Linked DNA regions of Sus scrofa: region 2 is linked to region 1. The links are chromatin contacts, called in public Hi-C maps. All regions are on one chromosome and are shown on one strand. Each heading gives the region's core, a stretch centred on a gene start, on an enhancer-like site or on the middle of the called end of the contact. The rest is flanking DNA. Distances are from core to core; before and after follow the strand shown. Region 1 holds the start of RPS21 (ribosomal protein S21). Region 2 holds the start of TCFL5 (transcription factor-like 5 protein).

Evidence for each region. Hi-C and Micro-C count contacts between places; a contact is called where the count stands out from the background.
Region 2: a contact with region 1 is called in a Hi-C map of liver, with 6 times the contacts expected there. The contact joins the promoter of TCFL5 here to the promoter of RPS21 in region 1. A contact is called at or near these places in 2 of 47 Hi-C or Micro-C datasets (epiblast stem cells and liver).

The regions. Positions count from the first base shown.
Region 1 is chr17:61,761,670-61,765,299 of Sscrofa11.1, reverse strand. RPS21 (ribosomal protein S21) reads right to left here and starts at 1,694. Exons shown (of 6, transcript NM_001097480.2): 1 at 1,667-1,694; 2 at 1,389-1,451; 3 at 1,242-1,305; 4 at 1,034-1,105; 5 at 625-680; 6 at 477-541. The coding sequence starts at 1,438. The coding sequence ends at 532. It overlaps CABLES2 (CDK5 and ABL1 enzyme substrate 2), which reads left to right. Exons shown (of 10, transcript XM_001924509.4): 10 at 1-367.
Region 2 is chr17:62,114,026-62,117,531 of Sscrofa11.1, reverse strand. It overlaps TCFL5 (transcription factor-like 5 protein), which reads left to right and starts at 1,863. Exons shown (of 7, transcript XR_002340122.1): 1 at 1,863-2,585; 2 at 3,443-3,506.

The DNA of each region.
Region 1 (3,630 bases), core at 445-2,944:
TATACAGACATTAGGATGGCTGGAGTAATTTAAGTTTGCGTGTCCACGTAGTGAGGTTTTCTCGTTCACCAAACCCATCTGTAACCTTCCCCTTTGTGTGCTGCACCCTTTTTAATGATGTCAGGAGCTGCCACTGTGTGGTACTCCAGTGAAGCCAGTATTTAAGGCATTTAACTTCAGCCTAAACTGTCCCCCCCCCGAACCTGCTCAGACATGAGTCCAAGGGCCTTGTGCCGCCCCCTCAGCACCGGGCAGGTGTTGTGGATTTAAATGTGTGCTTAGTGGTCATCTGACCTAAGTCATGTGTCATGGATCTGTTAGCAAAGTCATGTACTTGTGCTTTTAAGTAAAATCTGGTTTTGCAGTATGCTTTTCAGGTGACAGGCCCCTTCCACTCACAGCAGATACCCCAGCCCCGACCCTCAGAGCCCAGAGGAGAGACCACCATCCCTCCCAAGCAGACAGTGAAACAACAGACGGACTTGCACTATTTATTTATGACAAACATTCCACATGTGTGAGCCTCGCCAGTCAGAAGTTCCTAGAAAAGGAAGAAAGATATGAAAATCTGGCTTCTGAAGAAGCCCCCCCCCCAGCCCTCTGTCCACACGCCGACCCTCTTACTTTGAGACAATGCCGTCGGCCTTGGCCAGCCGGAGAATGGAGTCGTCTGACTCTCCCTGGCAAGAAAAGCACCCTGAGACCACTGCCCAGAGGTCCAGCCACACCCCGGCCCAGCCGGACCACAGGAGGCACAGCAGCAGTGGGCAGACACTTGGCAGTGCAGGAGAGGCCCTGGGGATCTGAGGTCAAGGCCCATCTGTGTCTCTTATCAGGATGGCCCTTTCTTGGGACCCCCAAGCACCCCTCTTCCACCCCCCTCCCTCCCCCCGGGAAGGGGCTGGCAGCAGCACAGTCCAGTCCAACAGGCTCTGGCCCGTTCTGTCAACACATCTGCTCAGACCTGAGGACACGCAGGGAGAGACCATTTCCCTGCTCAAAAGGCCAGTGAAAGAGACCAGGGGACACTCACCATCCTGCGAATGGCACCACAGATGGCGTAGGTTTTAAACTGGCCGTTGAACCTGCCTGTCACCTTGTCAACCTGTAAGTCAGGAAGGGGGGTCACGAAGAGGCGCACCCGAACGCCTTTAGCTCCAAGCCCGGGGTTCAGAAGTCAACACGCAGACCAGTCCGGCAGACCTTGCGCCCTCCCCGGCGCAGAGATCCTCCCGACTCACCTCGGCCACGTTCATCTGGATGGACGCGTGGTCCTTGGCGCCGATGATGCGGTTGCTGGCGGAGCTGCGGGGGGCGGGAGGGCAGTGAGCGGGGAGGGGCTCGCTGGGAGCGGTTGGGGGGATTACGGGGCGGTGGGGAGCGCTCACCATTTTCGAGGCACGTATAGGTCCACGAACTCGCCCGCGTCGTTCTGCATGTTGAAGGCACGCCTGCGGGACCCCAAGCGGTGCCGTAAGGAAAGGGCCGCGCGCCCCTTCCCACCCACCCGATCCCCGCGCCATGCCCTTTTCCAGGCCCGACTCCGGTAGCCGCGCGGTCCCCCGGGCCAGGCCCCGACCCCCCCCGCCGTGCCCCCGGCCCGACTCGAACCCCGATCCCCGCGCGGTCCCCCTGCCCAGGCCCCGAGCCCAGCCGCGCGGCCCACCTTGTGTCACCACGATGAGCGCGAGCGCAGAAAGGAAGGGCCGGTTCCCCCGGCAGCACTACTGGCGGACGGGGGCGGGGCCTCGCGAGTACTTCCGGTTCTCCCGCGCTGCCTCGAGTCTGCGCGGAGAGCGGTGCGGGCCGGGCCGACGCACTTCCGCTTCCGGTGGGCGGGAGCCACCGGGCGTCTGCGCTGCGGTCTCGGCCCCCCTGCGGCTCCTGGCCGTCTCGGCTGCGCCCCCAGGCTGGTTGGCGTGCGGGGCTGGCGGCCGGCGCGGGAGTGCTGGGACGGACCGCGCTCGTCTGAACGTGAGAGGTGTAGACCGTGCCGGGGACTCACCCCGGGAAACTAGCCAGGCAACGCGGAGATGGACGCAGGAGGGGCGTCGTGGGTTATAAGAGCAAAGGGTGCGGCGAGCCCCTGCGGTCCTGAGGGAGGCCGGGAGCAGCGGCGGGGCTGCGGCGGGGGACACCCTGGATTAGAAGCCAACCCCTCGGGAAACCAGGACCAAGCTGCGAAGGCGCTTGGCCAAGCCCAGTGGCAGAGCCCCCACAGCCCTTGCCCTGCACCATCGGGCCCCTCCCCAGGACTCTCCCCCACCGCATCACCCCCGCTACACCTCCATGGAGCAGTACTGACGGAGAGGCCCATTCCTGCGGCCAGGAATTTGTTAGTGAAGAAAACGGGAAACTCCTAGAGTGCAGAATTAGTGTCCCAGAGCCCCCTGCCCACATTCCTGGGAGTGTGTGCGCGGCAGCCTGTCCCTTTGGGACTTCATCTCCGATGAAACGGAAGGCCCCTCCCGGATGGACCCCAGGCCACACACGTCTTGTCTCCCGCTGCTGCCACCCTCCCATCCTCCAAGTCTGGTCTCCCCCATCACTTCCGCACCTGAGTCTCGGCTCGCCCAGGTGGGGGCTCTCCCAGGGCGGGCTCTGCTCACCGAGTGGGACTGCACATAGTAGGTGTACGAAGCCAGTGAACGTGCACACGATCCCTATCAGCCTGGCCCCACAGGGCCTTGTCTGAATCATGGCCAACTTCCGTGGAGCTCTGGGCCTGGCGGGGACTGAGGCCACAAGTTCCTTCATACCTGTGTTTGGGTGGGCAGCGTGTCTGCTGTTGCTTCCATGGGACTCCAGCGGCTGGGTATCAGGCGTGAGGTCACCAAGGCCAGCACCTTGTAGAAGGGTCACTCAGTGTCTGTGCCAGCCCCGAGAGAGAGAAAGAGAGAGAGAGGTGTGCTTTGTCCAGGCCCCCCAGCACATGCACAGGTATTACATGTTTATGTTTGTGGCAGGGGTCTGCACAGCTGGCCTACCTGTCCAGCTAGGCCTGGTCTTCAAGAGATTCTGTAGGAGTTACTGCTGTGGCACAGTGGGTTAGGAGTCGACTGCAGTGGCTCAGGTCACCCCCAGCCTATTGCAGTGGGTTAAAGGAGCCGGCCTTGCCGCAGCCGTGGCATAGATTTCAATCCCTAGCCCAGGAACTTCCACATGCTGCAGCATGCAGCCATACCATTTTCTAAAAATAAATTTTAAAAAAGATTTATCTCTAACTGGAAGGTAAGAGACAGAGTAGCAGGAGAGTGGCAGAGAGGGGCCTGCCAGAGTCTTAGCCCCGAAATAAACCCTCGTGTATACAGTCAAGTGATTTCTGATGAGAGTGCCAGGACCATTTAAGAGAGAAAGGGGAGTTCCTGTCGTGGCACAGCGGAAATGGATCCGACTAGGAACCGTGAGGTGGCCGGTTCTATCCCTGGCCTCGCTCAGTGGGTTAAGGATCCAGCATTGCCGTGAGCTGTGGTGTAGGTTGCAGATGAGGCTGGCATCCTGTGTGGCTGTGGCTCAGGGCAACAGCTGCAGCTCCAAGTAGACCCCTAGCCTGGGAACCTCCATGTGTTGAGGGTGTGGCCCTGAAAAGACAAAAAGCCAAAAAAAAAAAAGAGGGTGGTGTTCGCAGCA
Region 2 (3,506 bases), core at 614-3,113, 350 kb before region 1:
AAGAAACAAAAAAACCCGATATAGGTGCCAATAGTCTTTATTTCCAGTAAAGGAAAAGCCCGGTTGGTTATAATCTTGATTTTATTCTCTCTCTCTCTCCCCGTTTTTCTTTTTGCAGCTGCACCTGCGGCATATGGACGTTCCCAGGCTAGGGGTTGAGTGGGAGCTGCTGCTGCCGGCCTGCACCACAGCCACAGCAAGGCGGGATCCGAGCCTCATCTGCAACGTACTTTGGCAGCTGGTGGCAATGCCAGATCCTTAACCCCCTGAGGGAGGCCAGGGAGCCCACCCGCATCCTCAGGAAGACACCGCGGGGTCCTGAACCCAATGAGCCGCAATGGGAACTCCTATTTTCCCTTATAAACACTGCATCTCGCTGTCCTCCGTGGTTCTGCTGCTCTACGTGGGGGGTCTGCTGATCGGCAGCACAGGGTCAACTGGTGGCTCCTTAAAACGGCGGGATTCTGGGCGCCCCCAGGCCTGCTGATTTAGAACCTACTTTTAAACAAGATTCCCAGGGCAGTTTTGCACACATTATGGTCTGTGATGGTGTCGTGCTTAGAATTTTCTCAAAGAGTTTATCAATATCGTTCTGTATATTTAGCAGTTGTTTAACTTGCTTTTTATTTATTTTTTTAACTTGAAGTATAGTTGATTTACAGGTGTCAGCCTCAGGTGTTTAGAACAGTGATTCAGTGCCGTGTGTATTTATGTTCTTTTCCCTTATAGGTTTTTTTGGGTTTTTTTTTTTTTTTTTTGTCTTTTTAGGGCTGCAGGTGCAGCACATGGAGGTTCCCAGGCTAGGGGTTGAACGGGAGCTGCAGCTGCTGGCCTGCACCACAGACACAGCCACGCCAGATCCTTAACCCACTGAGTGGGGCCAGGGATCCAACCTGCTTCCTCATGGATACTAATTGCTTCGTTACCGCTGAGCCACAATGGAACTCCAATTTTGCTTTTCAAATTTAGGTATTGCAATTACCTGAAACTAATTTTTATCTTAGGGGTGGGAAAAGTGCTAACTCTTTTCTAAATGATTAATCAGCTGTCCTGTAAGCCATCATTCCCTTCTGGTTGAGATGTGGGTGTGGGTGAGAGGTGGGTGCAGTAATTATTCTGAGCCTGCAGGAGTGACTCTTTTAAAGACCCACCTATTGTATGATGCCATTCATAGGGAGAGCTTGAATGGGCGTGAGATTTCTTTGGGTGAAGTGTTCTGAGACACTGTGACTTCACTTTTGGTGGGATGTGATGCGCTGTGATACACGACCACTGAATGGCGCACTTGCAATGGATGGACCCACGTGGCATGTGCTTTCCAACTCAATTCGCCGGCCAGAGTTTGAGGAGTGCATTGATCCCGCGTGGCTTGCCCTGCGCGGGGATGAGCCCGTGCGACACGTGCATTCCCTTGATTGCCTCTGCACCAGGTACAGAGCGCCCTGTCACACCTGGAGCGGGGCAGCTGTCTCACCTACTGCTCCCGCCACTCTGAGAAGGGGGCGCTGCACAGCACCCCGTGGCTCCGTGAACGCAGAGATGCACCTGCTGCCTGGGCCCTGCTCCCCGGCCGGGCCCCGGAAGGCCGGCCCCGCCACCCTGGACCCGCGGATACCCGACCGGGCGGTGCGGGGCACGGCTTGAGGCCGCGGCGCTCGGGTCTGGGCGCCCTCGCGCGGCCACTCGGGCCGCCCGCCCGCCCCCGACCTGCGCGCGCAGCCGGGGTGGGGCCGGCGCGGCGGGGGCGGGGCGGGCGGTTGGCGCGGCCGGGCCGCGGGGCGGGGCCGCGCCGGGGAGGGGCTGCCGTTGCGGGCGGGCGGCGCAGGCGCGCTGCGGCCGGCGGTTTCCGCGCCCCCGCCCCGCCCCGCCCGGCCTGGCCCCGCCGGCCCGCCCGCGCGCCCCCCCGCCGTTGGCGCCGGCATGTCGGGCCCCGGGCCGCGGGAGCCGCCGCAGGCGGGCGGGCCGGCGGGCCCCGAGGGCGCGGACGCGGCGCTGGGCGAGGCGGGGCTGAGCTTCACGACCACCGACCTGAGCCTGGTGGAGATGACGGAGATCGAGTACACGCAGCTGCAGCACATCCTCTACTCGCACATGGAGGCGGCGGCGGCCGACGGCGAGCTCGAGACGCGCCTCAACTCGGCCTTCCTGGCGGCGGCGGCGCCGGGCGCGGCGGCCGGGGGCTTCGCGGCGGCGGGGGGCGCGGCGGCGGCGGCGGCGGCGACGGGGGGCGCGGCGCCCGTGTACCCCGTGCTGTGCCCGCCCGCGCTGGCCGACGGCGGCTTCGCGGGCGCCAACCCGTGCCTGGGCCACATCGACTTCCAGGAGCTGCGCATGATGCTGCTGAGCGAGGCGGGCGCGCCCCCCGCCGCCGAGAAGACGCCGGGCGCCGACGGCCCGGGCCCGGGCGCACCCCGGCCCAAGGCGCCCGACGGCGCCGGCAAGGAGAACGCGGAGGGCGCGCCCGAGGCGCGGGCCAAGTCGGCAGTGCGCGTCCGCCTGGAGGACCGCTTCAACAGCATCCCCGCCGAGCCCCCGCCCGCCCCGCGCGGCGCCGAGCCCCCCGAGCCCGGCGTGGCGCTCAACAAGTGGGTGCATCCCGCCGGGTCTGGGTGTAGACCAGGGTCCTGTGCGGAGAAGCGGCCGCCTCGGTCAGGGTGTGGACCAGGGTCCCGTGCAGAGAAGCACCGGCTTCGGTGCGGGTGTCGACCCCCGGGTCCCATGCGGAGACCGCCAGTCTCCTGGCTTGCATCTTAACAGGGAGCCGACCTCGGCGGGTCCGAGGTCGTGTGCTGTTCGCAGGCGCTGCGAGCCCATACTAAGCTCGCAGCGCCTGCACACAGCCCCCAAAGCCTTGGCCTCGGGTGCACGCTGCGTCTGGAAGGGAGATGAGTTGAGACAAGTGTAGCGATGCTCCGAGCGCCAAAGGTTTTGCCCCGGACCACCCACCTAGATGTCCGGAGAGGCCCTTGCTTCCCGCTCCGGGGGCTCAGGTTGTGCTGACCTTGTCTTGTGCACACACATGCAGCCTGACGGAAGGACAGATCTCCAGCAGGCAGCCCTCCTTCCTCGCAGACACCCGCTGGGGTGTCTCCCCAGCTTTCCCTCTGGCCCACACCCCGGCTTTTTCCCATTTTGCCCGCCGTCATCAGATTTTGGAGGAGGGCCAGAAAGCCAGAGATGGGTGTCAGAGGCGTGATGGGAGGGGAGGTGTAACTAAAAGATGACACACAGCCCCGCCCTCCGGTGTGAGCGAGAAGGAAGTTGGAACTTGTCCCCTGCACCGCCGTTGATAGGTGTCTAGCGACTTCCACGATGACGCCGGGGCGTGCACTGTCACAGATTTCCTGCCTGGAACCTGGACTGTTAGCCGTTAGAGCGTGGTGGGGATGGCAGTGTTTCAGGGAACTTAGCCTACTTCTGGGGCTTTTGTGTCTTTTGGCAGTTTGGTGACTCTTATTCGACATCCGTCCGAATTAATGAACGTTCCTCTTCATCAGCAACAAAAC